Regions from separate parts of the Zea mays genome. Here region 2 is linked to region 1. Evidence: chromatin contacts called from public Hi-C data. All regions are on one chromosome and are shown on one strand. The core of a region is the stretch at or near the end of the contact, and the rest is flanking DNA. Distances in the headings are between cores, read along the strand shown. Region 1 holds the start of LOC103641534 (Protein RAE1). Region 2 holds the start of LOC100284432 (actin associated protein).

Region 1 (3,448 bases), core at 777-3,276:
AAGAAAGACCTGCATATGGTCTTCATAGACTTGGAGAAGGCTTATGACAAAGTACCTAGGAGTGTAATGTGGTGGGCCTTGGAAAAACACAAAGTAGCAACAAAGTACATTAATCTTATTAAAGATATGTACACTAATGTTGTGACAAGTGTCCGAACAAGTGATGGAGACACCGATGACTTTCCAATTAACATAGGACTACATCAAGGGTCGGCTTTGAGCCCTTATCTTTTCGCTTTGGTGATAGATGAGGTCACAAGGGACATACAAGGAGTTTTACCGTGGTGTATGCTTTTTGCCGATGATGTGGTACTTATTGAGGAGAGTAGGAGTGGTGTTTCTCAAAAGTTGGAATTGTGGAGGCAGACGCTGGAAGCAAAAGGTTTTAGGCTTAGTAGGTCTAAAACAGAGTATAGGAAGTGTGATTTCAGTGCCATGGGGTATGAGGATGGCGATGTTAGTCTTGATGGGCAAGTGGTACCCAAGAAAGACACTTTTCGTTACTTAGGATCAATACTTCAAAAGGAGGGAGACATCGATGAGGATGTCAGTCATAGAATTAAAGCCGGATGGTTGAAGTGGCGACAAGCTGCAGGTGTCTTATGCGACCACCGGGTGCCACGCAAACTAAAAGGCAAATTCTACAGGACAACAATCCGGCCGGCTATGTTGTATGGAGCAGAATGTTGGCCCACTAAAAGACGACATGTCCAACAACTAAGTGTGGCAGAGATGCGTATGTTGCGCTGGATATGTGGCCACACAAGGAGAGATCGAGTCCGGAATGATGATATACGAGAGAGAGTAGGAGTGGCGCCAATTGAGGAGAAGCTTATGCAACATCGCTTGAGATGGTTTGGACATATCCAACGAAGACCTGAAGAGGCACCAGTGCATATCGGAATAATTAGGCGTCCCGAAAATGTGAAGAGAGGTAGAGGTCGACCAACTTTGACGTGGACAGAGGCTGTGAAGAGAGACCTGAAGGAGTGGAATATTGACAAAGAGCTCGCCGCAGATAGGAAGGGGTGGAAGTGTGCAATTCACGTGCCAGAACCCTGATTGATAGTTTCGCTTTTCCTCCTTAATCGTTTGACCTTTTCTTGTGTCCATTTTAGATCTTGCTGGTCCTTGTGGGTTTTATCTCTTTTATGTGTTTCCCCGTTTCGTTGTTTTCGGTTCTCCTTTGCCTTTGTTTTCCTTTTCTGTTCTTTGGGGGTTGAGCTCTGAGGTTTTCATACGGGGTTTCATCTCTAGCCTACCCCAACGTGCTTGGGACAAAAAGGCTTTGTTGTTGTTGTTGTTGTTGTTGAAACATAAAAATTAGATAAAACGTGACGAGTTAGGTAGCGAACCAAATAGACCCGAAATGCCACAATGGTACGACACAGATTCGAGCATGTTTAATTTGCTGCCTAACTTGCCATACTATACATAATTTTTCTATTAAAATTAGTTTTTCAATTTAGAAGACTAACCATATATAAAGTGTAGCACAGTTAGCCGTGAACTAAACAGAAATGCCGTCATAAGCCAATGGTGATGTGATTATAGAAGCGACTGTTGGAGCAAAAAAAAGTTTGATGTGTCCCTTTTTCATGCAAATCACGCCATATTTTGTTTTTAGGTCCTCATTTTAAGGAATTGTTTGATTTATAGGGACTAGTTTTTAATCCATCAATTTTATTCCATTTTAGTCCTTAAGTTGTAAATAATAAAACTAAAAATATAGTTTTAATGTATGTATTTATCAATTTAGAAACTAAAATGTAAAAAAATAAAGACACTAAAAATTAGTTCTAGAAATCAAACACTTATAAGGACTAATTTTTAGTTCCTTCATTTTATTGTATTTTAGTCTCTAGATTGATAAATACAGAAAATATTTTAGAGCTTCTAAATGAAATAAATTGGGAGGACACTATTTTTGGTTATATATTTGATAATTTAGTAACTAAAATGAAATAAAATTAAAGGATATTATTTTCGTTTTCGTATTTAGTAATTTAAAGAATACAATAAAATGAGTAAACAAAAATTAGTGCATAGAAAGCCAACACTCCCTCTCTCTCTCTCTTGGAGTTGCTGTGAAAATACGACCTATCGGGGACAGCTCGATCTCCCTCCCTTGGCTGGAGCCTGGAGCCGACGGAGCAGAACGACGGTTCCTTGCGGCGGCAGCGACCTCGAGCTGAGGGCGGCGAGAAGGCGGGAACAACTCGATCTCCCTTTGCTAGCTAGCTAGTCCCGATGGAGCCGAGGGTTCCTTGCGGCGACGGCGGCCCCGAACCTAGGGCCGCGAGAACGCATCGACGGGAGGGCGAGCGAAACCACGTCCTCGATGCGCGAATCCTGGAGCCTCAGCGACAGAGATCGAATCCAATCAGGTATCCTCCACTCACGTTCTTCTAACCTATCTCCTTGTATTTTTGTTCTTTATTTTCCTGCGGTCCTTCTAGCGCATCGATAGATCTAGTATGTCCATATCGATCTTCTGGACTTCTGGTAGTCCATTCAGATCCCGTGGAGGCACCAACCTCCTCGTATTGTCCTTAGGATGGAGATGATATCTTTGCTTCTTGCGTTCTGTACCTTAGATGTGTCATATCAGCTGGCTCACATATTTCAGGTATGAGTGAGAGCCTCCATTTCATAGGTGCTTTCATCATTTAATTATCTTTCTGCACATTCCAATTACTTGCTCAAAGAAATCTCGATAACTGAGCATCTGAAAGGAAATCTTGAATGACTGTTGATGAGTGTTCACCGAGCTGCAGGTTAAGATGCTTCTACAGAGAGGGATACCCAGGGTTAATTACTCCTATCAACATATATACATGCATGTGATGCCATCAACCATCCTCTTTAATTTCCCAAACTGAATTCTTTGGAGGCTGCATTCTTCAATTCCTAGCTACCTAGTAGATTCTTTATTCTTTTTTGAGTTAAATGCATCGATGACCCCAGAACTTGTCAAGGGATGCCATTTAGGTCCACGAACTTTGACAATGCATTTCTAGGTCTTGAACTTGTTAAGTGATATACCACACATCCCTAAACTTGTAAAAATGGTACATTACAGGTCTATTTTTGGAGCATACCAACCACTGTGGTGAGCCATTTAACAAGGTTAAGGACCTAGAAATGTATTTCAAAGTTCGTGGACCTAAGTGACATCCCTTGACAAGTCAGGGTCCGCTCATGCATTTAACTCTTCCTTTTCATAAAAGGCCAACCTAGCTCAGCTAATTTCTTTGTTTTGGGTAGATGACTGTTGTGTGCTGTGTCAAGTAGCCGGCAAAACGTTTCTAATGACCCTAGCTAACTAAAGTGAGACTGCTTACACACACGCGCGCGCACACATGCACGCACACGCGTGCACACACATGCACGCACACGTGCGTGCACACACCCACGCACGCGTGCGCGCCCACGCCCCGCACACGCC
Region 2 (3,512 bases), core at 878-3,377, 220 kb before region 1:
ATTTGGGAAACTACAAAAAAAAGTACTAAGATTCTCTGTTAGTGTGCAGCCACTGCAGCGTATCTGGCCCAGCTCACTATACCCACGAGCCAACGTTCATGAGGTCCAGGTCCACAAGGGCCCACAACATAACAATGCCTTAGACCTAACTAATCCCAAATGATTAAACTGATAGGTGAGAGCTGTCTCCGCCTTATATTGTTCCCCCACCATCAATTTTGAATGTGGGATTAAACCTAACAATCTACCCCATCACCATGTCACCTATGATATTTTTTAGATTTTCTAACCATGGACTCTTATACCACTTGTTAGAGTTTGTAGCAAATTTGGTGCAATTCACTATATCCACGAGTTGGCACCCCGAGGCCAGGTATACTGGAACCCAAATGATACTAAGGTCTTATCGTAACTCAACTCAAAAGACTAGTCTAGTAGGTGAGGGCTGCCCCCGCCTTATATGTTGTGCACCCCACCACTAATTTCTAATGTGGGACACCTAACAAGTGGTATGTTGAATTAGGCACAAGGCCTTCGTTCGTTGTGGGCTCTAGTGGACATAGGCCTAGGGGTGCAAGCTCATGGGTATAGCAAATTGGATTGAATCTATTGCGCACTCTAACAAGTGGTATCAAAGCTCATGGTAAAAAAAACTAGAAAATCTCAGGGGTCACATGGTGATGATGGAGCCTGTCAACGTCTCATAGGCCAGACGGATTGAGTGTGACATAGCGTTGGACTCGGGGAAACCACATAGGGTTGTGTGATGTAAAGAGTTGGGCCCAACATGTGACAAGGGAGATTCTTAGGTTTAGTCCCACACCAAAAAATGATGGCGGGGGTAGCACAACATATAGGCAAGGGCAGCCCTCACCTATCCGACTAATCTTTTGGGTTGAGTTAGGAACAAGGCCTTGGTATGTTGTGGGCTCTGGTGGACCTAAGGCGCTAGCTCATGTGTATAGACAATTGGACCGAATCGGGTGCGCACTCTAACAACACCTCTCAATAGATAAATAATTTCATGAACTCCTATTGTGAAATAAAGAGTTCCATTAGCAAACATATAAAGTTGCACAATTTCTTGTTGAGCTTCATGATCTAGCAAATTAGTTTCTACTGCTCACTAAACTTGCAATTGATTGCAGCAGTGGACAGAATACAATGTAATTTAAAATAACTAGAAAAGTTAAGATGGCTATAGTGCAGTATACTCTTAGAAAATCTAAACCAGATGTATGCAACTCACACCTTAATAAATATAGCTATGACGTGCCAACCTTGCAGGAATTGAATGTTTTACCTTAGAAAAACATCCAAGAAACGGTGAGCACGTTTGCTATTTTATGTTAAGAACTTAAGAATGCATTCACAAGAAACTGAAGTATGGGATAACCTGCCCGGTCCTCTCATAATAGTCGTTGAGCGCCCACTGGTACTTGGACTGGTCCAGCCCGAACCATCTCGAGATGTGCTCGTCCAAGCTCGCGTGTGCTAAACCAAAATATTTTGCTCACATATCAAAATTCAAAGTCACAAACCTTAAAATAAAAATAAACCAGAGCAATTAAATACGAAGGATTCTCTTCCAAGTCACCTTCTTGCATGCGTGCAACCGCGTCCCAGAAGAACGCAAGCAGCGATCCATCTGATCCTGCCGAAGCCTTCCCGAACTGCAATGGCGGCACCTGGACCGGTGGCAAGGAGCAGGAAGAGACCTTTGGTGCCTGCAGCGGCGTTGAGACCGACTTGACGGGCGGCGACGGTACCTGGACCAGCGAGGGTCGGGAGAGCTTCTCGGCGGGAAGCGGCGGGGAGACCATCTTGACAAGCTGCGGCGTGGATACTGAGTAAACAGGCGCGGGCGGAGGGGCTGTCTGCGCCGGTGGTGATTCAGGGGAGTCCTCGGCGCGAGGGCTCGTCGGGGGCGTAGAGAACTCGGACCCCGGGCTCTCGTGCTCCGCCGATGGCGTGAAGAACACCGTGAGGTTTCCCGACTTGCCGATGAGCGGCGGAGGGTGCGGGGTGGAGGCCATCGCCGGAGCTGAGGGGGTCGGAGGACGGAGGTGCTAGGGTTTGGCAGGAGAAGCGGATGCTGTGCGAGAGGAGTGAGACGGCTGCGAATGTGACGCCAATGCCGAGGAAGGGGAGTGAACATTTTCTGAAGTCCCTTTCCTTTTTCGACAATTTAATTTTTTTTGAAATATATTACTTCTTGTTAAAAGCTACTAGGAATCGGAGGCATGTCCGCGCTTCACGGTGACGCTGCTACTGGCTTGCTGACGCGTGGCTGCGGACGTGAATTTTTCTTCAATCCAACCGAAACGAAAGGAGCCATCTGCGTCGATCTCCGCCCCGGCCCCTCCCTCTCCGACCCATCAGGGCAGCTGGCGCCTCTAGGGCATCTCAGCGACTCGGCTCCTCCTCCCGCGCGGTGCCAGCCGCCACCTCGGCCTCGACATCGGAAGCTTCCCCGCCACCTATGGCCATTGTTGACCCCGTACCACGGACGAGGAGGAGGAGGCGGAGGCAGAGGCGGAAGCGGTGTCGGAGGCCTCGTCGATCGGGGCGGCGTCGTCCGACAGCTCCTCCTCCATCGAGGAGAACTCCGCATCCGACAAGGAGGAGGAGGAGGAGGTTGAGAGCAAGGCGCAGGGGCTCGGCATGATGGTGCTGGCCACGCTCGAATCCTTGGATGATGCCCTGCCATCCAAGTAAGTTGCTACTTCTCTGCTAACCCCCCTCTACTACCAGTGTTAGTACCTGCTTCTTCTTCTGTGGTTTTGTTGCTTCTATTTCAGTAGAAATTGGTCCTTCAAAACCACTGCTGGAGATGACATGTTCTTTGGATAAAAAATCCGATTTTTTTTTGCTGCAAAAAAATGATCTTTCTGGCGAGATTATAGAACACTGCTGGTTAATTTAGATCCCATCCCACTAGAGTACTCTAGCTAATAATGAACTCCAAGAGTTGCTCAGAAGGGAACACCGTTCTTTTCCCCATCCGAGGTACATGCGCTACTTCAACGTTATGATCCTTGGGCCGGCGCAGTCGCCCTATGAAGGTGCGAGCTTCTTATTCGGGTTTTTTTTATGCGCTGTTCGTGCTGCGTGGTGTAGAAACTAGGGTGGATCGATAGTCGATTCGAGATAATTCTTTTCAAAATATGCCACCGGAAATGGGGGAAATGCTGAGATGTTTGCTTTAGTCTGTGCACACATAGGTAAGTTTGTACTATTCGGTCGGCTGGTTACTTTTTGGCTTGTCAATTTTAGTTTTTGGGCGGTATCCTGGCTGATGAGTCTCAGCTTCTATCTGCAGCATTCTATTAGCTATGTTAAAGGACAGAGTAATGTTTTGCACCAGTATAGTATTGTATGTGATAGTCATTACTAGCTTGGTTTTATGTGTTGTGTGGGAAACAACAAACAAAAGATTTTTTATTTAGTAGATTATAGTTGTCCGTAGGCTTAGCTATTTTTTATGAATAGGCAATAATATGCTTTGTTCG

Evidence for each region. Hi-C and Micro-C count contacts between places; a contact is called where the count stands out from the background.
Region 2: a contact with region 1 is called in a Hi-C map of tassel, with 6 times the contacts expected there. The contact joins the promoter of LOC100284432 here to the promoter of LOC103641534 in region 1. A contact is called at or near these places in 7 of 25 Hi-C or Micro-C datasets (ear, endosperm, leaf and 2 more) and 1 of 3 datasets of contacts at active chromatin or transcription factors (leaf).

Annotation. Positions count from the first base shown.
Region 1 is chr10:106,501,979-106,505,426 of Zm-B73-REFERENCE-NAM-5.0, reverse strand. It overlaps LOC103641534 (Protein RAE1), which reads left to right and starts at 2,026. Exons shown (of 18, transcript XR_004853257.1): 1 at 2,026-2,387.
Region 2 is chr10:106,719,470-106,722,981 of Zm-B73-REFERENCE-NAM-5.0, reverse strand. It overlaps LOC100284432 (actin associated protein), which reads right to left and starts at 2,127. Exons shown (of 6, transcript NR_159399.1): 1 at 1,770-2,127; 2 at 1,598-1,688; 3 at 1,397-1,494; 4 at 1,252-1,303.